Regions from separate parts of the Mus musculus genome. Here regions 2 and 3 are each linked to region 1. Evidence: chromatin contacts called from public HiChIP or PLAC-seq and promoter capture Hi-C data. All regions are on one chromosome and are shown on one strand. The core of a region is the stretch at or near the end of the contact, and the rest is flanking DNA. Distances in the headings are between cores, read along the strand shown.

Region 1 (4,127 bases), core at 1,225-3,724:
TTAGAGTGACAGCAAGGAAAGACCCTAACATACTGGTGATATACAGTTAATAGTAGTCTTTAATATTATCTGATATTTTTAGATTACATTCAATTTTTTGTTTTATATGTATGGGAGGTAAGGATAGGGGTAGGGGTAGAATGGGGGTTGGGGTGGAGTTAGAGGTGGGTGTATACATGCCCAGGAATCAGTTTTCTCTTTCCACTACATGTGTCCCAGGAAATGAACTCAGGCCATCAGCATTGCTAGTAAATATCTCACATGCTGAGCCATCTCACATATTTTAAGCCATCTAAAAGAATAGCTGTTTCAGTGAGGTTTATTCAAATACTGAGATAACAGATGTTAGGTTCCTTCCTAAGGTGGTCTTTTCATAAGGTGAGAGAGAAACTGTTCTCAAAATGTCAATTTTCACAACTGCCCAAACCGGTTCCCTTTTCAAATCCTGAAATCTATATACAAAGATGATACATTATCATTTCAAACACATGATTTTAAGCAGCACACAAATACTAGCCAATGAACCAACAGTGTCTGTGGCCTGAACACTAGAATGCAGCACTGTGAGCAAAATGTTTCCTTTAAGGACCTAATGCTTGAGATCTTTTATAATAGTGATCTATCAGCGGTAATTTTTAAAAAAAGTTTTAATTGTAGGAAGTCAATTTTCTTATTGTTTGGCACAGCATTTCCCTAACCCCTGGATGTTATCTTTTTTTAAAAAAATCCATAATTAACACTTTCTAATTATTGAGTTTCAGGCAAATTTCAAATTTCTGGGATGTAGTATTCTATGTGAAATATAAGTATAAAATACTATAACAATTCATAAATTGCAGTCATAACTACCCATACATGGCTGCATATAATTTTTTTGAGGTATTAAATACTTGTATGTGTTTAGGCTTTGAAGATTCTAGCTGTTTAAACTGACTGCTTAGAAGCAAGGCAGGGCTTAAAATATTGTTAAGAGTCTTTCGGAGACAAGTGAGAAACCAAAGTAGACAGGAAGAGTAACATGGAAGACTAACAACTGTCCAGTGCCTTCCCCTCCAAAAAGGAAACGTGAGAGCAGTCTCAGACCAACAGGATTACGAGTGTAATGTTTAACTATTTTATGGGTCAAAGCATTCAAGAACCCTTTTAAAGAGTGTTTGCATAGCAAACAAGAGGCCTTAAGTTCAATTTCCAGAACCAAAAAAGAAAGCTTTAAGATGACTTAAAAATATATAAGAAAACTTCACACAACAGTAAGGATATTTAACAAATTTTTTTGCATCTCTTACCCATCTCCTCTGCTTACTTTGAAGCTCCATGAGTCAGAAATCCAGTTACATTTTTTATTTTCATAAGCATTTAAAAGCCACTGGTAATAAAAAGAACCTTTTTAATGTTGTCTCTTCTAAGTGGTAATAACTAAAGAATAACAAAAGTGTAAACTCTGGATGTTCCAAGTGAATGAACAGGTGGCCCCAGGTTTTTTTCAGAGGCGAATAGAAATATCAGGCCACAAACAAAGCATAACAAGGACTATTTTCCTAAATTCTAATATGGCCTCTTGACAAATGTAACATTTTCCAATGGCTAATCTCAAAGCATCTAGTTTCACTGCCAATAAATTAAAATTTGATAACGCAGCCCCGATAGATTAAAAAAATGTTGCATTCGGTATGTAAATTAAAATTGGGAAAGCTGGAAAACTTATTCCTGTCTCAGTGCTTTACAAAGGAAAGCAGCTGTTAGGATTCCCAGGACTTGTGATTTCCTTTCAACTAGGGACCACTCCCTTTGAAACACAATCATGGGGTGGAGACAGAGCTCTGTGTAAACACAAGGTCACCACTGGTCTCAGTTTTGAACTTCCTCAGCCCCAACCAAGTAGAAATAAGGGCACAGGGATGACAAAGGGTATTAGGGCAAAGGTTTCCTTAGTTGATTCAACAAAAGCAACCCCTTGCACACACACTCCTAAGTCTTGTAGTACAAGAGTTTCACTGTCCCTGGCACCAGAAAAATATAAGGGACACCATGCTTGGCACGACGCATCGCTTGGGATGAAGTGGTGGTAGAGGTACTAAAGAAGAGAAAAAGTAGGACGCGGAGACCTCAGCCTAGTTGTCATCTCCCGTGATTCGTGGGTTCCCGGAGCTGGCTCGCGACTCTAGTCGTGGGTGTCACGAAGTTCACGGAACCAGGTGAAGCTACCGAGGTTCGCGTGGCTCGCGCGCCCGTGGGACCAAGGGGGCTCGCGTTGTGCCCTCGCTCTTGGCTTGCGAACCACACTTCGACACAGCACCCAAGTAGAAAACCTGCCGAGCGCCAGGCCAGGCACTTTTCCCCCTCCCACTCACCTTCTTTCCTGTCCCCGACCAGCCAGCTCCAGCCTCAAAGTGCAGAACAGGCCCACTGTAGGAGCCTGGGCGGAGCCCCGGGGCGCGCTCCCGAGTAGCTCGGAGGCGCGCCTCAACCTTTTCTGAGTCCCCCCTCTTTACGGCAATCGTGAAAGTGTCGTGAACGTGCTGCCGCCTATCAGTCACTCAGTCGCCTGGAGTCGGAGTTGCTATTTCTAGGCTTGTGCTTGTTGGGTTCGGGGTAAGGCTGCGGGGGCCCGGCCTAGGGAAGGGGCGGGGATGTTGCGGACGTGGCGGGGCGGTTTTGTCCCGGGAGGAGCGGAGCGAGGGCCGGAGGCTCTGGGCTAGACAGAACTGGGTAGCTGCGGACGGACTAGCTGAAGGGGAACGCCGTCCTTGCTGGCGCTGGGTGGCCTCGCGCGCGGGGTTGTGGGCACGGCGAGGGGCGACGGCCAGTCCCGAAGGCTCCGGAGTCGGAGGTGGAGGGGCGCCTGCGCGGTATGCGAGCCGTGGTCGTGGGAGGGAGCACCCCAGGCTAACCCCCGGTGAGCCGAGGGCTGGGGCGCTGGCTTCGCGGAACCGACCTTGTCTGGCGGGTCCACACCCTCCTGGCCCGGTGTTGCCAAGTCCAAGAACCGTGCAGCATCCTGTGCGGTCTTTGCTGTCCTTTTGGGAGGCGGTTAGTGATGTTTCCTGGCTCGGGCCACGCTTCTTGTTGGGCAACTTTTCTAGAAATTTCAACCCATATTGACAGGCTCAGAGATTGCCAGCTAGAGTTTTATTTCAGTCGCGTTCTTAGAAGGAGATTGCTGGGGTTTTTGCCTGTGTTCCCAGGAATGCTTGGCTGAACCTCAAGCTTTACATTTTACCGAGTTTGAGTTTTCCAGTTTGATGCTTGGCATTTTGATACCAGTTTTTACCAATGTTGTATCATTGCTGTTGAATATATGGCATTGCTAAAACTCTAACTCACCAGGCAACGTCTATTGCAGCAGGAGGCAAATTCATAGTCAGTTTTCAACGAGTATAGGAACTTTGTAAGTTGTTAGAATATTTCCTTTCTACTTTACAACTGTCAGGAATGTGTTCAGAATGTGTGTTGAATTGACTGGCTCAAACACAAGGAAACTGTATAAGACATTTGGAGCATTACCAATTTAAAACTATTGGCATTCGATGAGATTTGAAGCTTCAAAATCATTTTGCTACATATTTAGCCTATGCTGAGAATAACTGAAGTCCCTGTACAGCTGGTCATAAAGACACAACCCTTCCTTTTAAGAAACGAAGTAGGTAAATCTGACTCTCACATTACCAATTACATTTTATTGCATAGCACTTTCTTTTCTAAACTACATTTTGCTTTCTTCTTCTTCTTCTTCTTCTTCTTCTTCTTCTTCTTCTTCTTCTTCTTCTTTTCTTCTTTTCTTCTTTTTTTTATGGTTGGTTGGGTTTTTTTTCTAGACAAAGTTTCACTATGTATCCTTGGCTGTTCTGGTACTTGCTGTGTAGACCAGATCCGCACCAACTCAGGGATCCCCCTGCTTCTCTCTACCTTCTTAGTGCTGGAATCACAGGTGTGCACCACCACCCAGCTATATTTTGCTCTTTAAACTGGCTAGAAATGCTGGTGGTGCTCATTTTGAGGGCCATGCAGTGCTGTTTTTAAGAGAATATAAAAAAGAATACAGCTCTAGGCTTTTGGTCCCTCCTCCTCTGAAGTTATTTCCCCCTTTAAGGAACACACAATTTCACTTCAGCAAAACACCAGATCTA
Region 2 (3,995 bases), core at 818-3,317, 1.5 Mb after region 1:
CCCACATCTGCCTCATTGTCTGGCAATGAGACACTTCCTCCGTGCATACCCACAGGCAAAGCAAAGGAAGGAGGAGGAAATGGATTCTTTTCAGGCTCCGTGGTACTATTCCTATACCTAATACTGTGACTTTAAATCACTTCGGACATTGTGTCCTATTCTGAGAGGTCTCCTTTGGCCATGGTGGTCTGCAGCACACTGTGTGGCCAAGAAGGATCTCAAATTCCTGCTTCTCCTCTGCCTCCATCTCCCACAGGATGGGATTTACAGGTGTGCACACCCTATCCAACAAGGCTGTCTTTCTGAATACAGAGCATGCTGTCTTTGCGAAACTCTTAGTGCTCTAGGTCATTGTTCCACAAGCACGGGGGCTGTACTGTAGCATCTCTGCATGCTGTCTCCAAGCCTGCAATGGAGTTGCTGGCTTTACTCTGCTGCTATGCTAATCACCACCCTTCCCTCTCAACAGGCCCCCCCACCACCCCCACCCCCACCCCCCACCCCCCCCCACCCCCGGTGGAAACTGGTGGCTGGTTAGCAGACTGTGGCACAGATTTGGTGTTATTCTTGTCATTTTTCTTTTCCAGTTCTTAACTCTATAGCCTTCCTCCGGTTCTCTTGGTTTCTTTGACTTCGTCTTCTCATCTTAATTTCTTACAGTGCTATCCACATTGCAGGGTAAGACAGTCTTCCCACACAGCACTGACACAGATAGTATATGGATGAACGAAGCGCTGTGTGGACAAGAAATACTGTTTGACTTCCTCTAAACCGTGATTACTTGGGCTGGGTATCTCTTTACCCAGACTGTAAACTGTACCTGTCTCGAGGGCTGTTTGCCTAGGGCAGTGGTTCTCAACCTTCCTAGTGCTACTGTCCTTTAATACAGTTCCTCATGTTATAGTGACTCCCTCAAACATAATTACGCTGCTACTTCATAACTGTAATTTTGCTGTTCTAGATTGTAATGTAGATATTTTTATAATGGTTGTCTAGGGGGTCGTGACCCACAGGTTGAGAACCATGAGCAGAGGGCTTTTTGTGTGTGTGTGTGTGTGTGTGTGTGTGTCCCTAATAGTCTCTTGCTGAATATTGTGAAAATTAGGAATAATGTATTCCGCGTAATATGTTACTTGTGCACTCAAATACTTGAGTTCTTATATGTACGTGTTACAAGTTCTTTAAAGCAATGCGGCTATTTAAACAGTTCAGTCACTTGTGGTGCTGAAGTGCAGGCTATGTATGGTAGAGTGCAATCTCTTCCCTCCAGGTCTTGTTTCTATCACTAAGATCTGCATTCCTGTGCTCAAGAGGCCAGCCATTTCCCCTCATCCTACTGTTCCGTTTCGGCTTCGTTACAAATGCATGGTCCACGGTATGACGGGGCCCAAACATATAAAATAGCCCCCCACATACATGAATGGCAAGCACAGTGTGGGGAAACACCAGGTAAGTTTGCAGCTATTTGGCTTTGCCCTGAAAGGCAAGTCGGTAGGGGTTATGCTCTCTACCAGGTGCTTCCACCCCAGCGTCTCCCTTTGTGTACATAGTGTGATGTGGTAAAGAAGATGGTCTTGCGCCCTTGCTTTCCAGCACCACACCCAAGGGGGAGAGAGAGAGAGAGAGAGGGAGAGAGAGAGAGAGAGAGAGGGGGGGGGGGCAAAGAAGACACGTTACTAGGTTTTCAATACTAATTCGAAAACAAACGCTAAAACTCACTTCTTTTATTCACATTTTAGATAAACCCTCAATTAAGCCACCACAAGGTGTTCCCAGGGTCCTGAAAAGTTGCAGAACCCGGGCGGAGACCAGAGCGAGCACAGACTCCAGCGGACCAGAGGAGGGTACTTCCTCCCGGAAGTGACGCCAGCTCAATCCCAGCCTGGCTCTCCCAAACAAAAGGGATCTTGCGGCCCCAGGAGGAGCCGGGATGACTTTGGAGAAGCCCCGCCTTCAGGCGGCGAGGATTGGTTTCAGAGCCGCAAGGGTAAAGCTATGATTGGCGAGGGTATCTGCCTGTCACTGCCGCCGGCGGGTAAGGGGCGGGTCCTGGGAGGCTGGGGATGGGGAGCGGGCGGCGGAGGCGGCGGCGGGGAAGGATCCCGGAGCGCCGAGGCCAGGTACGGAGCGTGGGCTCGGGGCTCTGCGGTGCCGGGGGAGCCGGGTCTCCGAGAGAGCCTCCTGGCCCGGAGCGTGAGTGGCTTTCAGCAGAAGTCCCTGTCGGGGTAGGGATGGTCCCCCTAGGGGGCGGGGCCGCCGCCTCCAGATCCCGGGATTCCCCAAGGAGGCGTCGCGGCATCCTCCGGGGTCTTTACGATTGTTCATTGTCTCTCGCTAGCCTCCGCCCCTCAGCAGGGGTCTCCTCCTGACCTGTCTCACTCTAGGTCGCCTTTTGCCCAGCCCTAGCCTCAGAGTGGTACTGGTGGGTACCGTTTTCTAGGCTGCAGCCCCCACCCCTATATTGGATCCCTGCGAATTCAGACATCCTTTCCCACATCTGTCCCTGCTGGCAAGCGTGGGTCCAGAACTAGGGTTCTGTATAAGATTTAAACACACACACACAAACCAGCGTTTTCCTTATGAGGGATGGGCGAGGGGGAGAAAAAAAGACGAAACCCAGACAGACACCTCCAACAGCCAAAGCGGCCTTTCCCCCTCTTTTAGCTCTTCCCATCCCCCAGCCTGTGATTGCTCCTACAGCCTCCCCAGATCCTGTATTCTCTTTCTGAGTGTTGAAAGCTCCCCGGCTTAAATTATACATTATCTTCTTCCCATCGCCCTTTGTACCTTTCTTGCCCTTTCTGTTTCTTTTGGGAGAAACCAGCTTTTAGGGGCTTTTTAGGTTTGAGTTGCCTTTCGATTTTGCTTTCTACCCGGTTTCTTCTCTTGAGAACTTAGTAGGGAAGCATCCGCATATTTCATAGCAAGGTGGGTGTGTTAGCTTTCAGCAGAGCTGGCCTTGTGTGGGTAGGAATGCAGTGTGTATTGTTTGACAGTCACTGAATAATACCATATTTTCAAATGAAATGGTGCCGAGGAGTCAGTAAATGCCTTTGCAGAAGGAGTCCCCATCTCCCAATTTGGAGTGGGCTGGTCCGTTGCTCAGGGAAACTGCAGTTAACCTTGAAGGTGTATGGCAGGTTGAAACAAAAGACAGGAAGTATTTGAACAAAATTCAGGTTCAGTTGGCTAGGTTTATAATTAATCTGGTCCTGTGGCCTCTGAGTACTGTCTCACCCCTCTTTTATAGTGGGATTTTACCCTCAAAGGAAACGAATATACATGTAATGTGGTGGTGTCTAGCACACCATCATCATCAACCAAAATTTAAAGCATTAAAATAAAAGGTACTTTTCAGTTTCAGAGAGAAGGGCAGATAAAAGCCTTGGGAATTCAATTTTCACGTCTCTGTAGAGTCCCTGTAAAGATCTACTAAAGTCTTTGGCATTTTAGCAGTTGCAAAGTACAAATGATTTTGTCCTGACATTAATGTCATTGAATCTCCAGTCATCATCTGTGGCCAGCAGTACCACCTATTAATTTTTCCATATTTTTAGCATTTTAAGTTTTTATCTCAAGTTCATTTTCCTGTTGGTTATTTATAGCTGATAGAGGCGAGGTGCGGAGTTGCAATCAGAGAGGGTGATTGTAGTGGCTGTTGTCTGCAGCCTTCCTGAGTAGACTTCCTGAAGGTAATTAGTTTTGAGTAGTCAGGTTCCTAGGTTTCAGAGCCACTCTAGGGGGCTGCAGATCTGTTCCATGATTGTTTCCAGATATGTAGTGAGAGGAAGCACAAAGAAGAAACTGTATGCAGGGTCTCTCCCACAAACACAAAGTTTATTGCCATAGGAGGGAGAGATACATTATCCCAGAAATAGCAGCAGGGGTTTAAAAAAAAAAAAACCCTAGAAGTAAAACAGGAAAGCCCTAAAAGATGTGTCTCATTACCTGAGTAGAGAAGGGAAATAAACTAAGGTAGGAGACGTCAGGAGACC
Region 3 (4,323 bases), core at 1,709-4,208, 1.8 Mb after region 1:
ACGTCTGCTGGCCAGTTAGTAAGGTTAACGACATAGTAAATAAATATGATTATTGAGGGCTTGCTCCACACTGGGCCCTCTATAAGGCACGGTCTAGTTGTTAGATCACTATACAAAACGATGCAAGGTAAGCTACACCCATTTTACAGATGAAGTAGGAGTAGACAGTCTCCTGTTCTTTTATAGACTTGCCTAAGATTCACGCAGTCACTTAGAGATTCATACCCATGTCAGAACCTGCTACAGATACTGGCTTCTCTGGACTAGGAAAAAGGCCCAGAGGGGAGCGGGACTCCTAAATTTCCACCCTGAGGTTGCAAGCAGAAAAGCAATGCTGAGCAAGTTCTCTGGCTACCGCCAGGGGGAGACAAAGGCCAGGCCAAAAGCGTGTGTGGGTCGCAGGAAAGCCCACTACGATTCACACAGAGGGGCTGTTTTTCTCTGTCTTCTCTCTAGGGAAGGATTACTGACCCGATTCAGAAAGAATTCTGTCCTTATACTTGGGCTTAGAGAGTTGATCACTATCCACTCCTTCATCTATCCCCAACACACAGTTTAGCAGAAGTCAAGGCCCTTCCTTGAGGGAACCACGACTCCCTGTTCTTAGCTGAGACTCCACCTCAAGGCACCCAGCTATGTGCATCCTGTTCATATCCTGGGCTAACCTGTGCCGCCTTTCTCGACCACTTCTAAATAAAAATTACACAGTGGTCATTCAAAGTACAAACTTGCTGTAATTAGGTCTGTGTTTGGGGGTAGGGGAAGGGCAGGGCAGAGAAAAATGAAATCACCAGGGTAGAGGTGGGGAGGACTGATAAAATCAGACTCAAAGGCAGCCAGGGGCAAAGAACATGCATACTGCCACTATGAGTGTTTTCTTCCTGAGAAAAACTGAAGCCAACTGTCTGATAATGTCAGTGGGAAGCCAAAGACTGGAGAGAGAGAAAAAAAAAAGCTTTAGTTTTATTATTCAGTGTTTCTGGGTCAGTTTATCTATCACCTTTCGGCATCACCCAGCTTCTGGGCTCTTCACAGCATCCACAGTGTGACTGCAAAGATGGGCCACGCCACAGAACTGGGGTCTATTGACCCCTGGACTCCAGTATCAGATCATGGACAGGGATGCTAGCTGCTCCCCTGAACTCTGGAACCACTCTGGCTCCCATCTATAACCAAACTCTAGGGCTCTCGTGCATCTGAACCCCTCTCCTATTCCTAGACCATCAGACCTCTTCAGTCATTCCCGGCCCTCTCCCTGAGGCAGTACAGTGAGAGCAAGGAGGAAGAAGGCAGGAAAAGTTGGTGAGATGCTTACCCTGCTGGGAGCTGAATGACACTCCTCCATTACAGAGGAGAAGGGGGTGGGGCGGGAAGAGGGCATTCTCAGAACAAACATGGTGGCACACATCTATAATCTTAGGAGGCAGAGGTAGAGACAGGATGAGCACAAGTTGGTGGCTAGCCTGAGTACATAGTAAATTCCAGACTAGCCAAGGCTACATAATGAGACTTGGTCTTAAAGAGGTAGGGGGAATGGCTTAGCAGGCAAAAGTGCCAAGCCTGATAACCTGAATTCAATTCTCAGCACCCTGGAAAGAGAGATCCAGAGAGAGGGAGCGCCCCGTCCCGGGCTGTATGCTCAGGATCCAGAAGCAGGGTCCTTCTTTGTTTCCCCCACACTATTACGTTCCCAAACCTTCCTTACTCTAACAGGTACATACACCTCTGCTGGGAAGAGGCAGAGTCACAGCACACTTCTACCCTCAAGTGTTTAATGAGCCCAAAACATGAACCTGTCGTATTTTTGTTGTTGGGACTATTGACTGTCTTTCTGATGAAGATACTAGAAACCTCAGATTTGGTTTCCAAGGTGAGAGTCACACCCATTATCCACAGGGCCATTCATGCCTGGTGAAACCTTGCAGCCTGGTTCTCCACCCCGGTACTACCCTTGGTCCTCCCACGCAGGAGGGCAGCACTTCTGTGCTGGAAGTATATTTTTTTAAATATTTATTTATTTATTTTATGTATATGTGTACACTGCAGCTGTACAGATGGTTGTGAGCCATCGTGTGGTTGCTGAGCCATCTCTCCAGCCCGTTGAAAGTATTTACTATCCTTCCCGGGTGGCAGCCGGGAACCCCTGTGGTAAAACAAACAAACAAACAAACAAAACAAAACAAAGAAAAAAAAACCAAAAACTATGCAACTTGAGAATCTTCTAATACAGTGGTCTGCTTTTAGTGCCTGGGAAGCACCTTAAATAACACTTGATTGTACTAACAAAGAACTGGATTTTATACACACACACACACACACACACACACACACACCACCTCCTTTTCTCTTTCTTTCCTTTGAAGATGTGGTCTGGCTAAGTAGCCATTAGCAGGTCTGGAACCTTGTGTAAACCATACAGACCAAACTTCCTCAAACTTTCAGGCAATCTTACCTTCCCATCTCCCTACCCCTGCTGTGCTTTTCTTTCTTTGTTTGGGTTTAGAAGGTTGTTCGGTTTGGTTTGAGTTTTATTGTTGTTTGTATGTATGTATGCTTGTTTGTTTGTTTTTTTTGTTTGTTTTAGATAGGGTCTCACACTTAACCCCTGCCTTGTCTCCGAAATTCTGGATTACAGGTGTGAAACCCTGTCCGAGGTCTGAAGAACTGAATTGTAAGATTTAATGAGCTCGGATTTAAGTAACAGCCTACTGCTGGTCTAAATGAATACTACTCCCAGATGCAACGCCTATCCCCATCCCAAAATACCACCTACCTCCTTGAACTACTAGACTAGGGGCCACATTCCTGAAAGTTTTAGTGACCTGCTATAATTGATGTGTTTTGCTCAAGGAACTGTCCCTGAAAAGAGAGTCGGTGGGCTTCTATTCCTGACTTGCTGTGCGCCACAAGAGGCCGCTGCGGGCCAGCTGTGCCCAGGTTCCCCGCAGAGCACCCCCACACAGTTTCGAAGAAGCCGGCGGTGCCCGCAAAGGCTGGAGTAGCGAGAACGACTCCCAGTCTAGCGGCTGCGCGCTCCTCAACCTGCAGACCGAAAGCTCGGGAGGACCCGGCCTAGCCCCGCAGAACTGGTGGGTGCTGGACCAGAGCATCTAGGTGCTCTAAGCCGGAGACTCCAGCTTAGCCAGAGCCCCTGCTCTCCTCGGGCGCAACAACTTTGACGATCTATCGCGGACAGAGCTCAAAACCAGACAACACCTAAGCTGGCCACTCCCTCGAAGAGCCCGATTTGGAGAGTCTAGATGCCAAGCTCAGAAGCAGCGAGGACCTCAGGCCAGAAAGTTGAACCCGGGCCACTGCTGTGAAGCAGGTGGGTACCAGGAGTAAGAATAAATGCTAGAGGGAACAGAAGTAAGCAAAAGCAAGATTTAAGGTTCTTGTTGACCTCTTGTTGCTATGGAGGCTGCTCTCCCAGCCCCATCTTAGCCTGAATTAAGGATTGGGGAAACAGCTCAAGGAAACTGAGGCAGACTATGGATGCTGACGAACAAATCCCAGAAACTCCCTTCTCCTGTACCTTTCCAGGAGGGAATGAATAGAACGCCAGAGAGCCCAAGTCTCCCATCTTCTCCAGGTTCTCTGAGCACTGGAATACCTAGGAGAAATGTGTGTGTTGGATCAGACACGGTTAGAACTCAACCAGAAATAGGATGTCCCCAAGAAAAGAACGAATGGCATTTGCAATGGTCAAAATGAGGGTTCCTGGCATAGCCTGAGAAAGAAGACTTATGAGAAAGGAGGTTCATCTAGAAGTGTGGGGACACACCCATGCCCAGGGGACTGGCCCCACACACCTTCCACCCCCACCTGCATTCCCCTCGATAGGCCCTCCCTCAGATCACCAGCAATGTGCTTCAGTTTGACTTCTCACTGGGGACTGAATGAGGAAAGGCCTTTGGCAGAGAGTGGAGAAGCTCTTGTGGGCTGTGCACGGAAGCAGAGACCTGTTGCCGTGCAAGGCTAGCCCTCTGAGGTGGGGCTGAGACACAGCAGCAGAATTCAGCCAGTTTCAGAAGAGTCCAGGAAGCAAGGCTCAGGATGGGTTGGTTAGAGGTGGAGGGAGACACAGAACTGGGAGACCTGGGGCTTCTTCCCCAGCGGTCTCTTCTGGGACAAAGCTGGCAGACTCCACCCCCTTTTCTGACCTTAGCTCTATCCCAAGACCAGAAAGATGACAGCACCGATTCTTAGACCCTCCCACCCCTGCTTCACTCCTAGGAAAAAGAAAGCCTATTCACTCGTCTCAGGGTCACTGCCCCCACTGCTCTGTAGTCTGAGGGAGGAGGGTAGGGGAGCAAGGGCAGA

The links. Promoter capture Hi-C pulls out the DNA fragments that hold promoters and counts their contacts. HiChIP or PLAC-seq counts read pairs in DNA pulled down with a chosen protein or histone mark.
Region 2: an H3K27ac HiChIP or PLAC-seq map of bone marrow-derived dendritic cells shows a contact between it and region 1, with 11 times the contacts expected there. The contact joins the promoter of Cttnbp2nl here to the promoter of Dram2 in region 1.
Region 3: a promoter capture Hi-C map of pre-B cells shows a contact between it and region 1, with 2.6 times the contacts expected there. The contact joins the promoter of Tafa3 here to the promoter of Dram2 in region 1. A contact is called at or near these places in 1 of 39 promoter capture datasets (pre-B cells) and 1 of 9 other capture datasets (liver).

Annotation. Positions count from the first base shown.
Region 1 is chr3:106,546,145-106,550,271 of GRCm38.p6, reverse strand. Dram2 (DNA-damage regulated autophagy modulator 2) reads right to left here and starts at 2,474. Exons shown (of 9, transcript NM_026013.3): 1 at 2,352-2,474. It overlaps Cept1 (choline/ethanolaminephosphotransferase 1), which reads left to right and starts at 2,470. Exons shown (of 9, transcript NM_133869.4): 1 at 2,470-2,592.
Region 2 is chr3:105,051,025-105,055,019 of GRCm38.p6, reverse strand. It overlaps Cttnbp2nl (CTTNBP2 N-terminal like), which reads left to right and starts at 2,067. Exons shown (of 6, transcript NM_001163332.1): 1 at 2,067-2,120.
Region 3 is chr3:104,776,182-104,780,504 of GRCm38.p6, reverse strand. Tafa3 (TAFA chemokine like family member 3) reads left to right here and starts at 2,958. Exons shown (of 7, transcript NM_183224.3): 1 at 2,958-3,328.